Linked DNA regions of Mus musculus: regions 2, 3 and 4 are each linked to region 1. A link is a contact called in public promoter capture Hi-C data. All regions are on one chromosome and are shown on one strand. The core of a region is the stretch at or near the end of the contact, and the rest is flanking DNA. Distances in the headings are between cores, read along the strand shown. Region 1 holds the start of Gnb2 (guanine nucleotide binding protein (G protein), beta 2). Region 2 holds the start of Bcl7b (B cell CLL/lymphoma 7B). Region 3 holds the start of Baz1b (bromodomain adjacent to zinc finger domain, 1B). Region 4 holds the start of Nsun5 (NOL1/NOP2/Sun domain family, member 5).

Region 1 (4,344 bases), core at 703-3,202:
TCTGGCTTTTACAAGTGTGGGCCACCACATCTGATGCTTTGGAGGTTTAAGTTGGCAGAGGGGGGTGGGGGCATCCTCATTTACTCTGTGGCTATTTTACGTGTATAAATATTTTGCATGTATGCACGTGTGCGCATTGCATGACATACCTGGTGCATCAGAAGAGAGCATTTGATTCCCTGAACTGGAGTTACAGAAGGTAATGAGACACCATGTGAGGCCTGGCAACTGACCCCTGGTCCTCTTGAAAAGCAGTAAGTGCTCTTAACTGCCAAGCCAGCTGCTCCTGCTTTAATATCTGAGACAAGATCTCTCACAGAACTTGAGAGCTCTCACATGAACTCCCTGACCAGCAAACTCTCAGGGCTCTTTCCATCCTGGCCTGCAAGTGTTGGGGCTATAGTATAGGTGTGGCTACTGTGCCTGGGTTTTTTTTTCTTTTACTTGGTTTTCTGGGATCAAACTCAGGTCTTTATGTTTGCATGGTAAGCACTTTGCTGACTAAGCCATCTCTCCAACCCTGTCCCCCAACACACTTTTTGAAACAAGGTCTCCTGTGGCTCAGGCTGGCCTCTAGTTCAATATGTGGGTGAAGACAAATGTGAACTTTCTATTCTTTCCTCTCTACGAGTATACTTCACTACAGTCTATTTTGAATAGTGTTTTTTTTTTGTTTTGTTTTGTTTTGTTTTGTTTTGTTTTTTTCAAGACAGGGTTTCTCTGTATAGCCCTGGCTGTCCTGGAACTCACTTTGTAGACCAGGGTGGCCTCAAACTCAGAAATCCACCTGCCTCTGCCTCCCGAGTGCTGGGATTAAAGGTGTGTGCCACCTTGCCCGGCTGAATAGTGTGTTTTGATCTCCTAAACTCCGAGGACTGTCTCAAAGGCCACAGGACAACTCGGACTTTACCAAAACATTTTCACAATCTATGGGGGGACGGGGGACGGGACAGTTCTCCAACAATCCAGGAGACTCAAGGGTAACCTTCAATATACTCATTTAACAGATATGGAAATCCAGGCACATTCTTATGTTGTGTTCCCTCGGTGGGGTGCTCCACAGTGTAGTTTTCTTCAATGGTTATTAAAGTTGAGATCGCATCTCAACTCTGCAGCCTGAGTCCATAGTCAGCATCATGAGGATTAATAAACAAAAGTATTGGTGAGAGATGTGGCTCCATTGGTGGAGTGTTTGCCTAGCATGTATGAAGCCCTAAGTTCTACCCTGCATAAATCAGGCACAGGGTTGTGTATCTGTAATTCCAGCATTTGGTAGATGTAAGCAGGAGGATTATCAGTTTAGGGTCATCCTGGGCTACGTGGTGGGCTCCTGAAACTCTATCATAAAACAAAAACCTTTAAGTATGCAAATCAATAAATATGGACTGTTGCTGCGGCGGTATGAGGCCTAGTCTAGGAAGCCTACAACCCCTCACAGTGCTGCGCTTGAAGAACTGTCTGGGTGTAATTCCCTCTAACTTGCATTTTATGGGATTCTAGTGGTCACCAACCACTCGCTGTCTTTTTCTGCCCCACTGTCCTGCACTGGTTTAGACTTCCCTAGTTCCGCCTCCGGGAAGGGAGTGGCCTCACCAGGGGGCGTGGCCAACCCGAGAATTGGGCCTTCTTGCCTCCAGTCTGGAGCCGCCCAATCCGGAGGGGGGGGGGGTTGAAGGAGGTCGATCACGTGACCTGGGATTTTTTTTTTCCCCCCTCCCTTATGCCTATACCACTTCTGCTGTCCCTAGAGAGGATGTCTTGCTCCTTTTCTGGAAATAAACTACGTCGTGTGATCTTTGATGAGTTAGAAAAACGTGGAATTGTGCTTTTATTGTGGCTGAGGCATCTTTTGCTCCTGGAGTGGTGTTTTCGCTTCTAGCCTTCCCCCCCACACACTTGAGTATTTGGTCTCGTCCAGCCTGGCCCTGGGCGCGGCGGCGACGGCCGCGTCACTGGCGGGCGGGATCCCTCCGCTCTGGGGAGAGCTGCGCTGGACGGTTGAGTTGGGGTGACTGAGGAAATCCATCCGCGTCGCCGCCGCTGCCGCCTCCGCCGCGGAGGAAGACAGGACCTCCCGCGCTCCTCCAAGCGACCCCTTGGCAGAGTCCCACCACCTCAGGTACCTCCGCTGATAAAAGGAGTCCTCATCTCCCCCAGCCCCAAATTCCCACGGGTGTGTGTGTGGCAGGGGGAAGCCTCGGTTCCTTCCGTCTCCCGGGTTTGGCTCTTGGGAAACGGACGTAACTCCCAGACCTCCCCTCCCTTCCTCTGGCCCGGTCGTTTCCAAACCCGGAAGGGGAACTGGGGGGGGGGGGGGGACCCTCGGCTTCAATAATGCATGCGCTCCCTGCAATATCAGTGGCAATTATTTTAAAATCTAGACCCCCCTCATCCCAGCCCCGCCTGCCTCTTGATCCCTTAATAGTTGGGGGGCTAAATTCTGGGTTTCTTCTATGTCCTGTCCCGCCCCCTTTCCCCACCACCACCCTGCTGCCTGCCCCTGGGTAACAGCCCTCGTGCCCACTCGTTTCACACCCTTGCTTGCATTAGCCTTGCAGAACTCCAGAATCCTAGGAGATCCAGTTAAGGCCTCAAGGCCACCCTTGTCTTCGTCTCCACCCTACTGCCCCTTGATTCGGGCTCTGGCAGTGTTTTCTCAGTCCCGACCCCTAAGCTGGAGATCTCAGCACCTTATTCTTTTTACAAATCCTTACCCAGGTCTGGCACCTAGTCGCCTGTCCCCTTCGTCCAGCTTTCTTTTGGGCAAAATGGAGGTCCTACGAGCTGAAGGGCCTGGCCCACTGCACTTCGCAGCACGGCCAGCCCGCGCCGTCCAGCTGCCAGATCTGAGGACCCTCTCTTTCCTCCTCTCACACCTGCGGAGGCGGTGGCACCCTTTTTTTTGGAGGGGGGGCTATGGTTGCTTTATCCCTAGAATCGAGGAGCTGCTGAGGGAACGTTGGAGGGTAATGGGGATCTAAGGGCTGGGAGCATGGCCCCCGACCCAGTGTCTTCTTCCTGGCCTGTTTTCCTTCTGCCCCAGGCCTGTGTCATTGAGGCCAGGCCTGGGCTGCTGTCAGCTGGAAGGAAGGGGCTTTTGTTCACAGCTGGAGTGGGGTGGTAGCTATGTCGTTGCCCCCTCCCTCATTTTGGAGGGGCATCCTCTGGCACTGGCGCAGAAAGCTGAACTTACGGAGGGGAAATATCTTCGGGGAAGAGGAACGCCCAGTGTCTGGGGGAAGTGGGAGCTGGGTGGGGGACGCCTGGGTCGCCAGAGTGCAGTGTACACGGCCAGATCGCACAGGTGTCCCGGGAAGGCAGGACGTCGGAGGCTGGAGTGGTGCCAGCTAGGCCTCGGGGGCTGCTGAGCACAGAGCTGGGCTCTAGGGGTGCCTAGGGGCATCGGGCCGAGCCGCCTGGGGCCGCTCGCCGGCGCCTGGGAGAGAGCAGCTCCGCGCCCCGGGGCCAGGGGCCTCTCTTCGGAGCCCTAATTACTTCTGAGAGGCTCCCACGGGCTTTGTGCGGGCGCAGCGGGGCGGGCGACCTCGGCGCTGAAGGGAGCTGGCGGCTTGGGGGTTTGCCTTCCCCGCTACTCTCGCACTGACCAGCAGCTAATGGGGTGCAGCCGGCCCGGAATGGGGATTATCCCGGGTTGAGCCGTCCCGAACCTATTAGTGCTCAATCGGCTTTTCCCAAATCCTGTAAACAGCCACCCTGGCCGGTTCTGGGTAAGAGGCGGGAGTCTAGGTCGGGCGGGGGCGATGGGGGCCGGGGGTGGGGTCACCCACCCTACAGGTCTCTGCCGCGGATGCGGTTGCCTTGGCAACGAGGCTAGGGTGGGGGCACTTCACCAATGAGGTGCTCTTAGTCCGGGTGACGGTTGCCTAGGCAACCCCACGAACAGCCTAGCTTCTCCCCTCATCCTCCCCCCCCCCCATCACCACCTCTGTCTTAGCTGGGGGTGTGTGTGGAGGGTGTGCGGTATGTGGGGGTGAATTTAAAGAGGTACCGCCCCTTTTTAAAATTAGGTGCTGGGAGGGCGGCGCCTTGTGCGGGCTGGGGCGAACGCCAGGTCTGTTTTCGAAGGGACTCCCCCCCCCCCCATCCCCAGTTCCTGCCGCCCTAGTGTCCCGCCCGGGCTGCTGTCCGAGGGAGGGGTTTCCCCTGCTCTTCCTCTTGCACTTCCCACTCCGTTTCCGGGGGCCCTGAAGGAAGATTGGGGAAGTCGTTTGTTCCTTGGCAACGCAACGTCTTTCGGTGCCGGAGACCCCAACCTTCCCTGGGTACCACGTCCTCTGTTCCCCCTGCCTAGCAGATCCTTTCCTGGCCGTGCGCTTCCACCCC
Region 2 (4,344 bases), core at 528-3,027, 2.4 Mb after region 1:
TTGCTTAGATTGGCCTTAAACTTGTGGTCCCCCTGTCTCAGCTTCCTGAGTAGTTGAGCTCACAGGTCTAAGGCATTTGGCCCATTTCACTATGATGATTAGGACTCAAGTCCCCAGCTCTTCCTTGAGTAGCTAGGGGACTATAGGTGTGTTTTGCTGCAGTGTTAGTAGTTTTGAGTTAAAAAGTCAAACATGGGGCTGGGGTAGATATATATAGTTCAGTGCTAGAGAAATTATCACGAGTGAGCAAGGTGGTGGGCACTACCCTCAGAATTAGGGGATGGGAGTTGGTTCAAATATGCGGAATGTCTTGCAGTTCAACCTAATATAATTAAGGAAAATTCTGTGAAGGTGACCTTCGCTAGAATTTCAAAATGTGTCTCTGAGGAACCTACATTGAAATTTCTTTTGAGCATTTTATTATTTTTATGTGTGTGGGTGCTTTACATGCGTGTGTGTCTGCGCATTACACACGTGCTGTGCCCACAGATGCCAGAGGACATGGTATCCCATGGGACTGGAGAAGAGCTGTTAGGGGCCATGTGGTGGAAGAGCAGCCAGGTGCTTTTGACCATTGAGCCATTTTTCTAGCCTACATACTTTTCCTTACCAATAAAAAACAAAAGGGGGTAGAGACTTGAGAATTACATAGGAACAGAGGAATGCCATAAGATGCAGACATTTTCCAACACTTGGGAAACACAGACAGGTGGGTCTTTGAGAGTTCAAGGCCACCCTGGCCTACAAAGAGAGTTCCAGGACAGCCAAAGGATTGGGGACACTGATTCAAAAACAAACAAACCACTCTCGCGGCCTCTTAGCTACTGGGTAAACTGAGGCAGAAGAATCACTGCCAGCCTAAAGCCAGCCTGCGGTCCTCAGGGAGCTCCGGTCAAAAAACAGTAAGGAAATTACAAATCGTTAAGTGAAGTGAATGGCTCAGAGGCTTGGTTCAGAACAATTTAAAGCAATAAAATCCTGACCTAAATTGTTCGCTAATTGTTCTGGGTTTGCAATAAACATTTGCAGGGTCAGGGTACCTTGGTCGCCAAGAGCAAACCTATGGCGAGTGGGCTGGCTAAGGATCCAAGATATCAGGAATTTCTGTTCCAAAAGTGCCATGTTTACAAACTTCCGCTTAATTTCGACCACTTATATCGTATAATAGTCGGCAACAACGGACATCACCGGACACTTGTGCTGCGCAGGAGCGGAAACCGAACCCGGAGCCGCCAAGCAGCATTTCCGCGAGGTCTCCACCGGAAGTGCAACTGTGCAGCGCCAGGCCCCGCCCCAGGCAGAGCGGCCGGAAGCGGCTAATGACAGCTATGGGAGGGGCCATGAGCCGACCGTCTTTCTGATTGGCTACAGGGAACGCGGACTCTGAATTCACGCCGATACCGGCGCGCCCTCCTTTCGCTTTTTGGCTCCGGCCCCCTCCCCCCAGGGCCGGCCTCTTGGTTCCCATCCTGCCTGTTCCTGTATGGCGAGCCTCCGCGCCGGCTTTCCCGCAACCCCACGTCAGCAACCCCTCCGCTCCCGCCCCTCACCATTTCCGCACTTTCTCGATGGCCGCCATCACCTTCTTGATGTCATCTTTAGCCCGGCTACGGGTCTCGGCCCGGACCGAACGGCCGGACATGGCGGCGGCGGGGAGTGGCTGGGGGCCGGGACAGTGCTCCCAAGACGCGGGATATCACGCGCCTCACGCGTCGCCGTCCACCCGCTGCCACCGCAGCACGTCACCGCGGCCGTCGCCCCCCCTCCGTGCGCGCGTGCGCGAGGGAGCGCGCGCACCCGCCCGCCCCTTGGGCCCTCAAGGCCTCAGCGCGCTTGCGCACCCGCCCGGGGGCGTCCCTGCTGTGCGCCTCCAGAGACCCTTTGCCCTCTTGCTGCCAGGCTGAGCCCATCGTCGTCCGCACGTGGTGTGGGCCAGGCGAGGCTGCGAGGGTGGTGGTGGGATGAGGTTTCCAAGTCACCACTTTCCCTACCTGCTGCTTCAATGCATGCCCGGGAATTTTCAATACTGTAGACCAGGCCAACCTCGAATTCACAACCACCTGATTCTGCCTCTCCGGTGCTCTGTGCCATGGCATTTGACCGGAAAATTTTATTTCATTTTGCTTTTCCGAGACAGGGTTTCCTTCTCTGTGTAGCCCTGGCTGTCCTGCAACTCACTCTATAGACCAGGCTGGCCTTGAACTCAGAGATCTACCAGCCTCTGCCTCCCAAGTGCTGGGGTCAAAGGGGTTGGAATTTTCTTTTTTTCTTTTCTTTTTCTTTCTTTCTTTCTTTTTTTTTTTTTTCTTTACATGTATATGGCACAGAGGACAATTTGTAGAAGTTGGTTTTCACTAGTGAGTTTTAGGCTGTTATCAAGTCCTTTAATCCCCCATGACCCCTGACCCTTCAAGGAATTATTTATGCGCTGCATGTTCACCTAAAAGGAGATCTGTGTCATCATTGTCTAAATAGCTGTGTTCCGGAGTCATTATCACACCTTCCTTCATTTTGACTTCTGGTCTTCGAATTCTCAGCTACCCACCTGGAAATTTCTTCTGATTGAATCAACTACTTTTCCAACATCCAGGTCACACTGCGGCTCTTCCTGAGTATTTTGCACCTGGCTCATACTTTTAGCATTCCACTTCACTGTCAGGGAATTCAGTTCTGGATAAAACATTGCCTGTGTTCTGTGCATTGGACCAAGTACTGAGGACATAAATATTTCTCTTTTGAAAGAACTTCTGGACCAGGGACTGTGATGAACACATTTATCCCAGCACTCTGGCGGAAGAGGCAGGTGGATTTCTGAGTTCAAGGCCAGCCTGGTCTACAGAGTGAATTCCAGGACAACCAGGGATATGCAGAGGTTTTCTCTGGGGGGTTGAGGAAGGACAAAAAGAGAAAAGAAAGAGGGGAGTGAAAAGCAGTGATAACAGACCCAATAGAAGGAGGAGGTGACCCACAGCTGACGTTGCATGCCCAGAGGGACTTGTTTGAATCAACTTTGAGGTTTACTTGCAGTTCCAGGAAAACCAAGAGTTCAAGGTCATCCTTGACTGCGTTTAAAGTTTGAGGCCAGTTTAAGGCTGCATGAGACCCCGTCAAAGAAGAGGGAGAGGAGTGTGTCTCCCAGTGACTGTGTAACTTATCCTGAACTTGGCGAAGCTTCTGATTCATGACTCTCAGCCTTCCAGCTGAACATGTTTGCTGGGAAAGGATTCCTAAACAGCTTCTGCAGGGGGCGGGGGGGAAGGGCCCAGGTAACAAATGCAGGGAAATGATTACTGTTGAAATAACTGGATCAAACTCAAATGACCTAATACAAGTGAACCCAGGGCTTACCTAAACATGTCCTACATCAAAGGACACAATGAAGAAGATGTTCTCACTGCTACGGAGATGAAAATAAAGAACAAGAAAAGAATGCAAGGCAGGCCAACAGTGTGCTAAGCTTCACTGCTTATGTTCATGGACACCCGCTCCCCGAACCAGCACAAATACAAGGCCACCCCTTGACAGCTATGTTTAATTTCTCTCACCACCTAAATCCAAGCCATTGCCAGCAAGAACTCCCTCTGCTGTTCATGTTTCTCTACCACCTTCTTTAAATTTAATTTAAAAGAAAAAAATTTTTGAGGTAATGTCTTCCCATGTAGCCTGGAACCAAACCTGCCCAACCTGGGTTAAATAGCAAGACCCTTTCTCAAACAGGTAGGATCTAGTGGCATATACCTGTAAGCCCAGCACTGGGGAAATTTAGGCTAGAAGAACAGGAACTCAAGATTAAGGCCAGCCCTGGCTACTTGTGGTTTCAAGACCAACCTGGGCTCCATAAGACCTTGGTTTTGCTGGGCGTGGTGGCGCACGCCTTTAATCCCAGCACTCAGGAGGCAGAGGCAGGCGGATTTCTGAGTTCGAGGCCAGCCTGGTCTACAGAGTGAGTTCCAGGACAGCCAGGGCTACACAGAGAAACCCTGTCTCAAAAAACAAAAACAAAAACAAAAGCAAAAACAAAAACAAAAACAAAAAAGATCTCATCCTGCACCAATCAGGCCATTATGTCAAAACTAAGTGCAACTGGTATAAACGCAGAGATGTCTGCCAACAGGATGCCATGAAGATTCAAGGGCCAGATTCTGATACCCAACATTGGTTATGGGAGCAATAAAAAAAAAAGCACATGCTGGCCAGGGGCTTCCAGAAGTTCCTGGGCTAAAGTATCACGCAGCTGTGACTGCTCCTGGTGTACAGTCAGCCTTCTTATACTGAGACGGCACACAGTGCTTCCAAGATCTGCAAGTCATCTTGGAAAGAGCAGCATCAGAGTCACCAACCCCA
Region 3 (4,344 bases), core at 944-3,443, 2.3 Mb after region 1:
GGTTAAGTGCACAGAACCTGGGTTCAATCCCCAGCACCCTCACAGTAGCTCACAATCCAAATCTGGCCTCCAGGGTGCTCCAGACACACAGTGCTCCATAGACACATAGGCAGGGAAACATCTATACAGACAAAATTAAAAGGTGGAAAATAATCTCTGTAGGTGGACACTGCCTTTCAGAACTGATGCTAGAAGGGCTGAAGCTGTACTGGCTGGTCCTGAGGTCTATTAATCCCAGATACTAGGGAGGCTAAAGCAGGAGAACCAAAAGTTCAAGGCCTGCCTAAGCCACATGGTGAGTTCCCAGCCAGTCTCAGCAATTTTAATGATGCCCTGACTCAAAATAAAAAACCAGAGGGCCCAGGATGGAGCTTACTAATAGTGCAGGGCCCTACGGTAAATTCCCCAAATATTGAGGAAAGGAAGGGGAGTAAAAGTATCCTAAATATTCAGAACATTTTATTAAATCTACACAGGTGATCGGCAATTCCATCACTTGGGAAGTTAGGAAGGAAAACGTCACACTTAGCTTCCAACACCTACCTTAGACATCAACCTAGGTTACAAGACAATTAAAAATGAAACAACAAAAAACAAAGCAGGAAAGAGGCAAAGGCCAAGAGCAAACTGAAATACTTCACTTGAATCCTTCCTGCTCTTACCTAATCTTTCCAAAGGAAAAGGGGTGGTAAAGATAGCAGGACAGGCAAGTTTGGTAAGGAAACTTAGCTTTTTAAAAAACAAATAAGCCTTAAAAGATTCAACATTCCCCCTACCGGGGGCGGGGGGGGGGGGGGGGGAAGTACTACAACTTTTAACTAAGAGGCTATGCTTGGTCAAGAAATCTTAAAGTAATGATTGGAAATGCTGACTTTGTATTCTAAAACACCAGTTTCACGTACCAGAGAGAGAGAGAGAGAGAGAGAGAGAGAGAGAGAGAGAGAGAGATTGAGAGACAGAGAGACAGGCAGACAGACAGACAGGATCGGGAATGCAGTGTCCAGCCTCTCTGAGTTCGAGGCCAGCCGGTGCTACATGAAGCGCTCCCTCAAAAAAAAAAAAAAAAAAAAAAAGACGGAAAAATGAAACTTCTAAGTGTCAAACTTCTGTGTTCTCTAGGAAATAAATGGCCACCAGAACCATCAATGTACCTTTCTGCTCCTTCCCATCTTCAGTGGGTAAAAAGTTAATGCCAGGTTTTGTGATTTACGGTTCTGTCAGTTCATCCCTGGCCTAAAGTCCACTCCGGAGGAGAAAAACAAAACCCACAAGCCACATCAGTGTCCCCGCACAGCCCACTCAAGACGCAGTAGAGGCTTGCACAAGCCGGATCACGCGGCTGCGCCGGTACAATTTCAAAAACTTAAACTTGACGGTTTCATTTCTATGAAAGGAGAGAGAAATAAAATGCGCAAAGGGAACCCGGCTACCCTCCCTAGTCATTTAGGGCCCGAAGCCAAGTTGGGGAGGAGGGGATTGGTGTTGCGATCACCACCGAGGCCCCGGGGACAAAGTAAGGGGAAAAGGGATGGAGGCGCGCGGTTCCGGGAAGGACGGCTGGAGACGGCCCGGAGGGATCTCGCCGCGGAGCTCCCAAGCCCGGGTAAAGCAGGGCCCCGGGCATCACGGCCCGCGGACGGCCCCGTGCGGTGACAGCTGCCCCGCGAGCCGCGCGCGGCCCATTCGCATCTCGCCATCTCCATCCCTCGCCCTGCGCAGCCGCGGCCGAGCGTCCACACCGCGCGCGGAGAAAGGATACTCCCGGGTGCGGAAGGCCTCCTGAGTGTGCGGGATGGTGAAGAGCGGCTCCTCTCCGGGCAGCGGTTTCACCAGCGGGAAGGGCTTGCGGCCCAGCAGCGGCGCCATCGCGGCGGCGCCGGCAGGGGACGGAGCGCCGAAGGCTCGGCCGCTCTGCTGCGCAGCGCTAGGCCCCGGCAGCCCCGGGGCGAGCGAGCGAGCGAGGCGCCTGGCTCCCGGGGCGATGGGGGAGGGGAGGGGTGAGAGGGCGGCGCGAACTCCGGCTTCCCTCAGAGCTGGCGGGACCGCGCCACGGCCATGGAAGCCAGGGGGACGCCTCGAGGGGAGAAAACGGAGAGATTCTCCTCGCCCCTTCCGGCGCCTTTCACCTCACGCCGATCTCCGCCGCGGCGGCCGCCAGTCACGACTCCTCTCCAGCGGGCACGGGAGGAAATTATTGAAAAATGGCGGGAGATTCCCTTCCTCCCCCCCGCTGCCGGGCCAGCGCACAGACTAACTTGCTTCTCCGTGGCGCCCTGGGGCGGAGGCTCCGATAGGCGGAGGGCTCGTCGGCCTTCGCAGCCTATTGGCTCAGAGAGGCTGCCGCTCCGAGGTCGAGTCCCGCCCCCTGGGCTCCAGCCGCGAAGTTGAGTTGCAGCGCAGCAGAGGGCAGTCTGAAAAGGTGAAAGGTCACGTTATGTAAGAGCCGGGGACGGGCGTGCGGGCCTCCAGTGGCGGACTTCAAAAGTAATGGGACAGCAGTAGGAGGGGGAGGACGAAAAGCGGAAGACTCAAAGAGGTCAGAGCAAAAAGCCCTGTCACTGATACAGACATTGCGCCATCTGTCACCGACGGCGACACCGACATCCGGGCACTCACTGTCCGTGTGCTGCGCCGGAGGGGGGAGGGGGAGCGCGCGGCCAGGGGCTTTGTCTTTCCACTCGCGCTCCGCCCCCCTTCTTAAAGGGGCCGCGCTCGGCCACGCCCGGGGATGCGCGGGTGGAGCTGTACTGGGCGGGAAGTAACTCAGGCCCTCTCCAAACTGAAGTTCCGCATTGGGGCGACTAGGACCCCAACCTTCCCCGACGCGGCATCACTGTAATTGAGAAATGGAGATTAACAGCCTGTTTTTTAAGGACTACAGGGAAGGATAATGAAGAACTTTCTTTAAAAATATGTGGAGGAAGAGCCGCAGAGCAGACTCAGGGGCTAAGATCTTGTACTCGTTCAGAGGACCCAAGTTCAATTCTTAGCTCCCACATCGGGTAGCTGGAACCTGCCTCCGGCTGCAGCTCCAGGAGTTCCCATTCCTCTTGCCTCCTCAGGTGCACGTACTCACGTGCACGTAACATCCCCCACCACGTGTGCACACATACACAATTTAAAAATAAATCTTGAAAGTAAAATAAACGGAAGAATAATAAAGAAGGTTTTCTGTATGTACATATGTAAAAGACTATATTCATTCATATATATGTGTGTGTATATATATATATGTGTGTGTGTATATAGTGCAACTAAGTGATGCAGGTTTTTGAAGCTGGACGGTCCTAAGTGAGTTTGTGACTAACCTGGGCTACAGTCTTACAGGCTGAATAGCAAATCCCTATAACAATAAATAAATAAAGCTATGTTAGAAAACATATGTATTAAGCTCATGGGGCTGGAGAAGTGACTCCGCATGCAATTAAGAGTTCTTCCAGAGATTCTGGGTCTGATTCACAGTTTTTGTGTTGGAGGATCACAATCGCCTGTGACTCCAGAGCAGTAGATTCTTGCAACCCTGTATACATACCCCCCCCATACACATAATTTAAAATAAAAATAAATGTACTATTAAAAAAGATGGGCCTAAAGGGATGGCTTAAGGTTAACACATACTGCTCTTGCAGAAGACCTGAGTTGGATTCCAGCATCCACATGCAATGGCTCTCAACCATTACTAACTCCAGTTCAAAAGGTCAAAGACGCTCTAGCGCCCTCTTTTGGTCTCTGAAGGCATGTGGGCATGCCTTCACACCCCCACTCCACCCCCACCTCTTCACATAAATAAGTACATAGTGAGACTCTGAAACCAACAATAACAATAATAAATTTAAATGTATAGTTCATTAATTAAAATCCTATTAAAGGATATGTATGTATAAATAAATAAACGTTGGGGCCAGAGATATGACTCAAAATTAAGAGTACTGGCTACTCTTGCTGGGAACTAGAGTTTGAGTCCCAGCACCCACATGGTGGCTCACAACAATCTGTAAGTTCAGTCCCAGAGGATCTGACACTCTCTTCTGGTCTCCTTGGGCACTGTACACATGTAGGGCACAGACACACAGGCAAAACATACATTCACACACAGACACACACACAAGAAAATAATAGTAAAAGCTGGAGAGTTGAGGATCTGATACTAGGTGGTCGTGAAGATCAGAATGCCAGCACTGGGAAGGAGAGGCAACTTGTCAGGCAGGACTATGGCCTATCATAAAGGGGGTGGAGTAGGGACAGGAAGCAAAAGAAGGAAAGGAGAAATGAAAGAAAAAAGGGAAGGTAAAGAAAAATGCGCTTACTGGGCCGGGACAGAACCACCTGGCACTGCCATCCTGG
Region 4 (4,344 bases), core at 1,321-3,820, 2.2 Mb after region 1:
AGTAGAACATTGCAGTCCCTACTACGCAGTAGTCTCAAAGCTGTGCCAAGGTGCTTCTCGAAGTGTCTGTGGGCTGTGCGGGGACACGCAGTACCAAGTGCATGCACTGTGTGTTCAGAGTCCAGGCTATATGACCTCACACCGTGCAACATCAATACATGTTGCTAAGAACACCCTGGCTCCAGTACATGTTTAATTCTGAATTAATTTTGGTCACTGAGCCTTCAGAAACCCTTCACTGCTCCCTAAGATTACAGACTGCACATTGTTATGGGTTTGTTTGGTTGGGTTGGTTTTTCAAATCAGGGTTCTGTGTAACTCTGGCAACTCACTCTGTAGGCCAGGCTGGCCTGGACCCTGGACCTCGTGCCTCTGTCTCTCAAATGTTAAAGGTGTGTCCTGTGGTGTGTTGGCTTAGAGCTGAAGAGGCTGTGATATAGACAGGAGAGCGGAAAGGTGGCAGGGGCGGGAGGGCAGTTAGACTGGAGAGCAAACAGGGGGTCACAGAATGCAGAACAAGAACCGCAAGAACACCAGGGTTCAGGGGAAAAAAAAAAACAGGTCTCAGAAGAGACTGCAGAGAACTGCTGCCAGGGCCAGAGACGTGGCTCAGCAGTTAGGAAGACACACTGCTCTCGCAGAGGACCTACGTGCAGTTCCTAGCACCGTGTCCAGCAGTCCAATGTCCTCCTCAGGCACATGCCCTCACCCATGCACAGACATGTGCACCACTTAAAAGCAACATCTTTCTTAAAAACAAAGAAAATTCTGTTGGGAAAGTAGGAAAAACATCCAGAGAAAGCAGTGATTATCCCACATACACACACCTAGTCTCCCCTCTAACAGACTCCTACTTCCTTGAGAACCTGGACACAGAGGAAAATGAAGGCACCCGGGCACGATGTTCAGCTCTTACCTGGAAGCCCGACCCTGGTAGGAGAAACCTTGTCTCTTGAAATAATCGATTGCATCCTCAGGGCGGGTCTTGAGCGTGTTCACACGCACGAACCGTGGTACCTGGTAGGCTAGAAGTCACAGTGGTCAAGTGGGGAGGGAGGTGAGCCTTCTGAGGGTCACTCCCCTCCCGCCCCTCAGCCTCCAAGTCACCTTGGCCAGGTCTGGAGCTCTCTTGCAACAGGTCCTCATTTCGGCTCACACCCCGATGAACCTTGAGTCGGGCCAGCTCAGCCTTGAGCCTTGCCTGGTGCCGGCCCAGCAGAGCCTTCCATCGGCCTCCACCCCCTCGAAACCCCTTCCCCAGCAATAATTCATACACTAGCACCTGGACAGGAAAAAACACAAAACTATTAACACCATAAAACCCTCCAGTGGGAGAAGTAGGTACCTGTCCAGATGGTCATGTCAATAGAGTTCTCTTGCCCAAGATCACAAAAGAAATTAATGGCATGATGTTAGGGCAAATGTCCATAATGCCAGCAACATCAGATGCATAAGCAAGAAAACTACAAGCTAACTGGGTAATGGTGCCTTTAATCCCAGCACTCAAGAGGCAGAGACAAGCGGTTCTCTGTAAGTTCGAGGTCAGCCTGATCTACAGAGTGAGTTCCAGAACAGCCTGGGTGACACAGAGAAAGCCTGTCTCTAAAGACCGAAGAGGACGAAAGGGGGAGAAGGAAGAGGAGGCAACGGAGGCGGTGGCTCAGCAGTAGGGTAGGAAGCTTGCTTAGTATCCACCAGAGAAGAAATAGGGATTGCAGCTCAGCAATAAGCACCTGCCTAGAATCCCCCAGTGAGGGGCTGGGGGTACTGCTCAAAAATAGAGCATCTGTCTAGTGATGCTGTCCAATGAGGTGTTGTGGGTGTGACTCAGTGGGAGAACTCTTCTATGGCTTGTTGGAGACTCTGGGTTCAATCTCCCAGCATTACAAAAAGACAGGCATCCAGGCAGGCGGGTAAAGAGACGAGAGCAAATGCCATCTGCAAACCCCGTGTCCTGCCCCATGCCTGAAGCTCCCCCTCCCCACCCTACCCCACCCCCCAGGTCGCCAGCAGAGCTCTGGACCCCGACCGACCTTGCCATCATCACCCTGTCCGGTAGGTAGCCTCAGCCACTACTAGTTTGCACCTTCGTCCTACTTAGCCCTTCCTGCAATGCTCCAAGGGGAGTCACATCTGACCCAGCTCAACTGGGACCCCAGAAAGAAGTGTGAGAGCCACGCACGGGTAACAGCCTCTGGCCGCCGCTCACCTTGGCAAGGTGCGGTCTCAGCTTCTTCTCGGCGCGAAGGAGCCCAGCACTGGCGATGACAGCGTCCAGCACGGCCGAGTAGCGCTGCGTCTCGCACACCAGAGCGTACAACTGCTTCAGGTTCTGTGCGACACAGGGGACACCCGCTGCACCCCACGCGGGCCTCGCCTCGCCTCGCCCTCCCGCCCGGACAAGCCCCGCTCCCCAGCCCGGCTTGCCAGCCCCCGGCCTCACTACCTGGAAGTTGCTGGAATACACCAACCCCTTGAGGGAGCCCTGGCGGCTTTCCACGCCGGCCAGCACCGCCGCGGCGGCCGCGTACAGCCCCATGCTCTCCCCGCCTCAAGCGCTCTACGACACTGTCGCAAAACTCGGGCTGGCTTTACGGCCGCCGCAACAATTTGTACAACCGGATTTCCGGAGTCAAAGGGTTCGCTGCTTTCCGTTTTCAGCGTCCAAAAATTAATCTTAGGCTCTAAATCCGAGCGGGCTGGCTCACGCCTTTAATCCTAGCGCGCGGGAAACAGAGGCAGAAGGATCTTTGCGAGTTTAAGGTCAGCTAGGTCTAAGTAGTTACAGGACAGCCAGAGCTACATAATGAGGTCCTGTATGTAGAATGAAAAAAGTCTACTTTCTTTTTAGAATTCAGTGTAGCTATTTTGTAGTTTGTTGTTGTGGATTGGTTTTTTTTTTGTTTGTTTGTTTGTTTTTGTTGTTTTTTTGAGACAGGGTTTCTCTGTGTATCCCCTGGCTGTCTCTGTAGAGACCAGGCTGGCCTCGAACTCAGAAATCCGCCTGCCTCTGCCTCCCAAGTGCTTTTATTAAAGGCGTGCACAACCACGCCAGGCTATTTTGTAGTTTTTAATTTTTTTTTTAAGACTTTGGAACTCAGAAGGCTACGCAGACTCTCCTAGCAGTCCTGTGTCAGCCTCTCCCTGTGACCGGATGAAAGGTTCAGTAATAAAGCACGTGCCTTGATGCCTCCACTGAGAGGTTGGGATGTGGCTCAGTGGTAGAGCCCCTGCCTAGAATCCCCCAGGGAGGGGCTGGGGCGTGGCTCAGTGGTAGAGTCCCTGCCTAGAATCCCCCAGGGAGGGGCTGGGGGCGTGGCTCAGTGGTAGAGCACCTGCCTAGAATCCACTGGTGTGCTTGGAGTTGTTGAACACCCATCTAGTAAATGTGGCTCTCTGGGACCCTAGCGCTGGAAAAAGTAGATTGTTTAAAAAAAAAAAAAAAGTGGGTGTTTAATAGGGCCGACAGACATTGTCCCTCGGAGTAGAGCACTTGCCTAGCATGTGCAAAGCCCTGGGATCAATTCTCAACATTGATGAGGAGGACCAATGATGGGACTCAATCTATATAGAGGGCTTGCCTAACAGGCAGAAAGCCTTTGGTTCCAATCCTTCCACTGTATAAACCGGGCATGATGGTACGCTCCTGATGGCTCACTGGTTAAGAGCACTGTCTGCTTTTCCAAAGGTCCTGAGTTCAATTCCCAGGAACCACATGGTGGTTCACAACCATCTATAAGGGGATCTGATGCCCTCTTCTCACATCTTTTAAGAAAAGAAGGAAGGAAAGGAAGAAAGATTGATTTGAGGTCATCTTTGGCTAGCCAATTCACACCAGCCTGGACTACATGAGACAATCAAAATAATGGTAGTTGGGCCTAAGAAAGGTGGCTCAGACCTTAAGAGCACATACTGTTCCCAGACATGTTAGGCAATCAAAACCTTTTGTAATGCCACCTCCAAGGGATTCCATAGTTTCTGACTGTTGGCTTACAGACAATTCTGCTAGGCTCTGCTCAATAGCAACTTAGCAACAGCTTGCGTCATCGGCTGCCACTTATGCGGCTTGCCAGGTACAGCAGCAGTGTTGAAGAGGACTGCTAGTCACTACCCAAGTCTCCTCTCCTTTCACTCTCGCTGTCCCCACGTGTTCCTGGCCCGCCTGTCTCTTCTTCTTTCTGCCCCACCCCCTTCCCTCCCTCTACCCTTTTCCAAGTCCCCACTCTCTTTCCTTTCCCAACAAACTTTATACTAGGCCTATCGCGTGATTCCTCAAGGGGACGCCTTGGCAGCGCCTGCCAGGCACCTTCTTACTCCGGTCATGACACCTCTGTGGGCACAGCA

What was found. Promoter capture Hi-C pulls out the DNA fragments that hold promoters and counts their contacts. Capture Hi-C pulls out chosen DNA fragments and counts their contacts.
Region 2: a contact with region 1 is called in a promoter capture Hi-C map of liver, with 2.7 times the contacts expected there. The contact joins the promoter of Bcl7b here to the promoter of Gnb2 in region 1. A contact is called at or near these places in 2 of 39 promoter capture datasets (liver and pre-B cells) and 2 of 9 other capture datasets (adipose tissue and liver).
Region 3: a promoter capture Hi-C map of liver shows a contact between it and region 1, with 3 times the contacts expected there. The contact joins the promoter of Baz1b here to the promoter of Gnb2 in region 1. A contact is called at or near these places in 1 of 39 promoter capture datasets (liver) and 1 of 9 other capture datasets (liver).
Region 4: a contact with region 1 is called in a promoter capture Hi-C map of pre-B cells, with 4 times the contacts expected there. The contact joins the promoter of Nsun5 here to the promoter of Gnb2 in region 1. A contact is called at or near these places in 2 of 39 promoter capture datasets (liver and pre-B cells) and 1 of 115 datasets of contacts at active chromatin or transcription factors (large pre-B cells).

What each region holds. Positions count from the first base shown.
Region 1 is chr5:137,530,914-137,535,257 of GRCm38.p6, reverse strand. Gnb2 (guanine nucleotide binding protein (G protein), beta 2) reads left to right here and starts at 1,952. Exons shown (of 10, transcript NM_010312.5): 1 at 1,952-2,119.
Region 2 is chr5:135,165,805-135,170,148 of GRCm38.p6, reverse strand. Bcl7b (B cell CLL/lymphoma 7B) reads right to left here and starts at 1,777. Exons shown (of 6, transcript NM_009745.2): 1 at 1,551-1,777. The coding sequence starts at 1,642.
Region 3 is chr5:135,185,172-135,189,515 of GRCm38.p6, reverse strand. Baz1b (bromodomain adjacent to zinc finger domain, 1B) reads right to left here and starts at 2,193. Exons shown (of 19, transcript NM_011714.2): 1 at 1,760-2,193. The coding sequence starts at 1,866.
Region 4 is chr5:135,368,179-135,372,522 of GRCm38.p6, reverse strand. It overlaps Nsun5 (NOL1/NOP2/Sun domain family, member 5), which reads right to left and starts at 2,570. Exons shown (of 10, transcript NM_145414.2): 1 at 2,447-2,570; 2 at 2,210-2,332; 3 at 1,108-1,282; 4 at 917-1,025. The coding sequence starts at 2,539.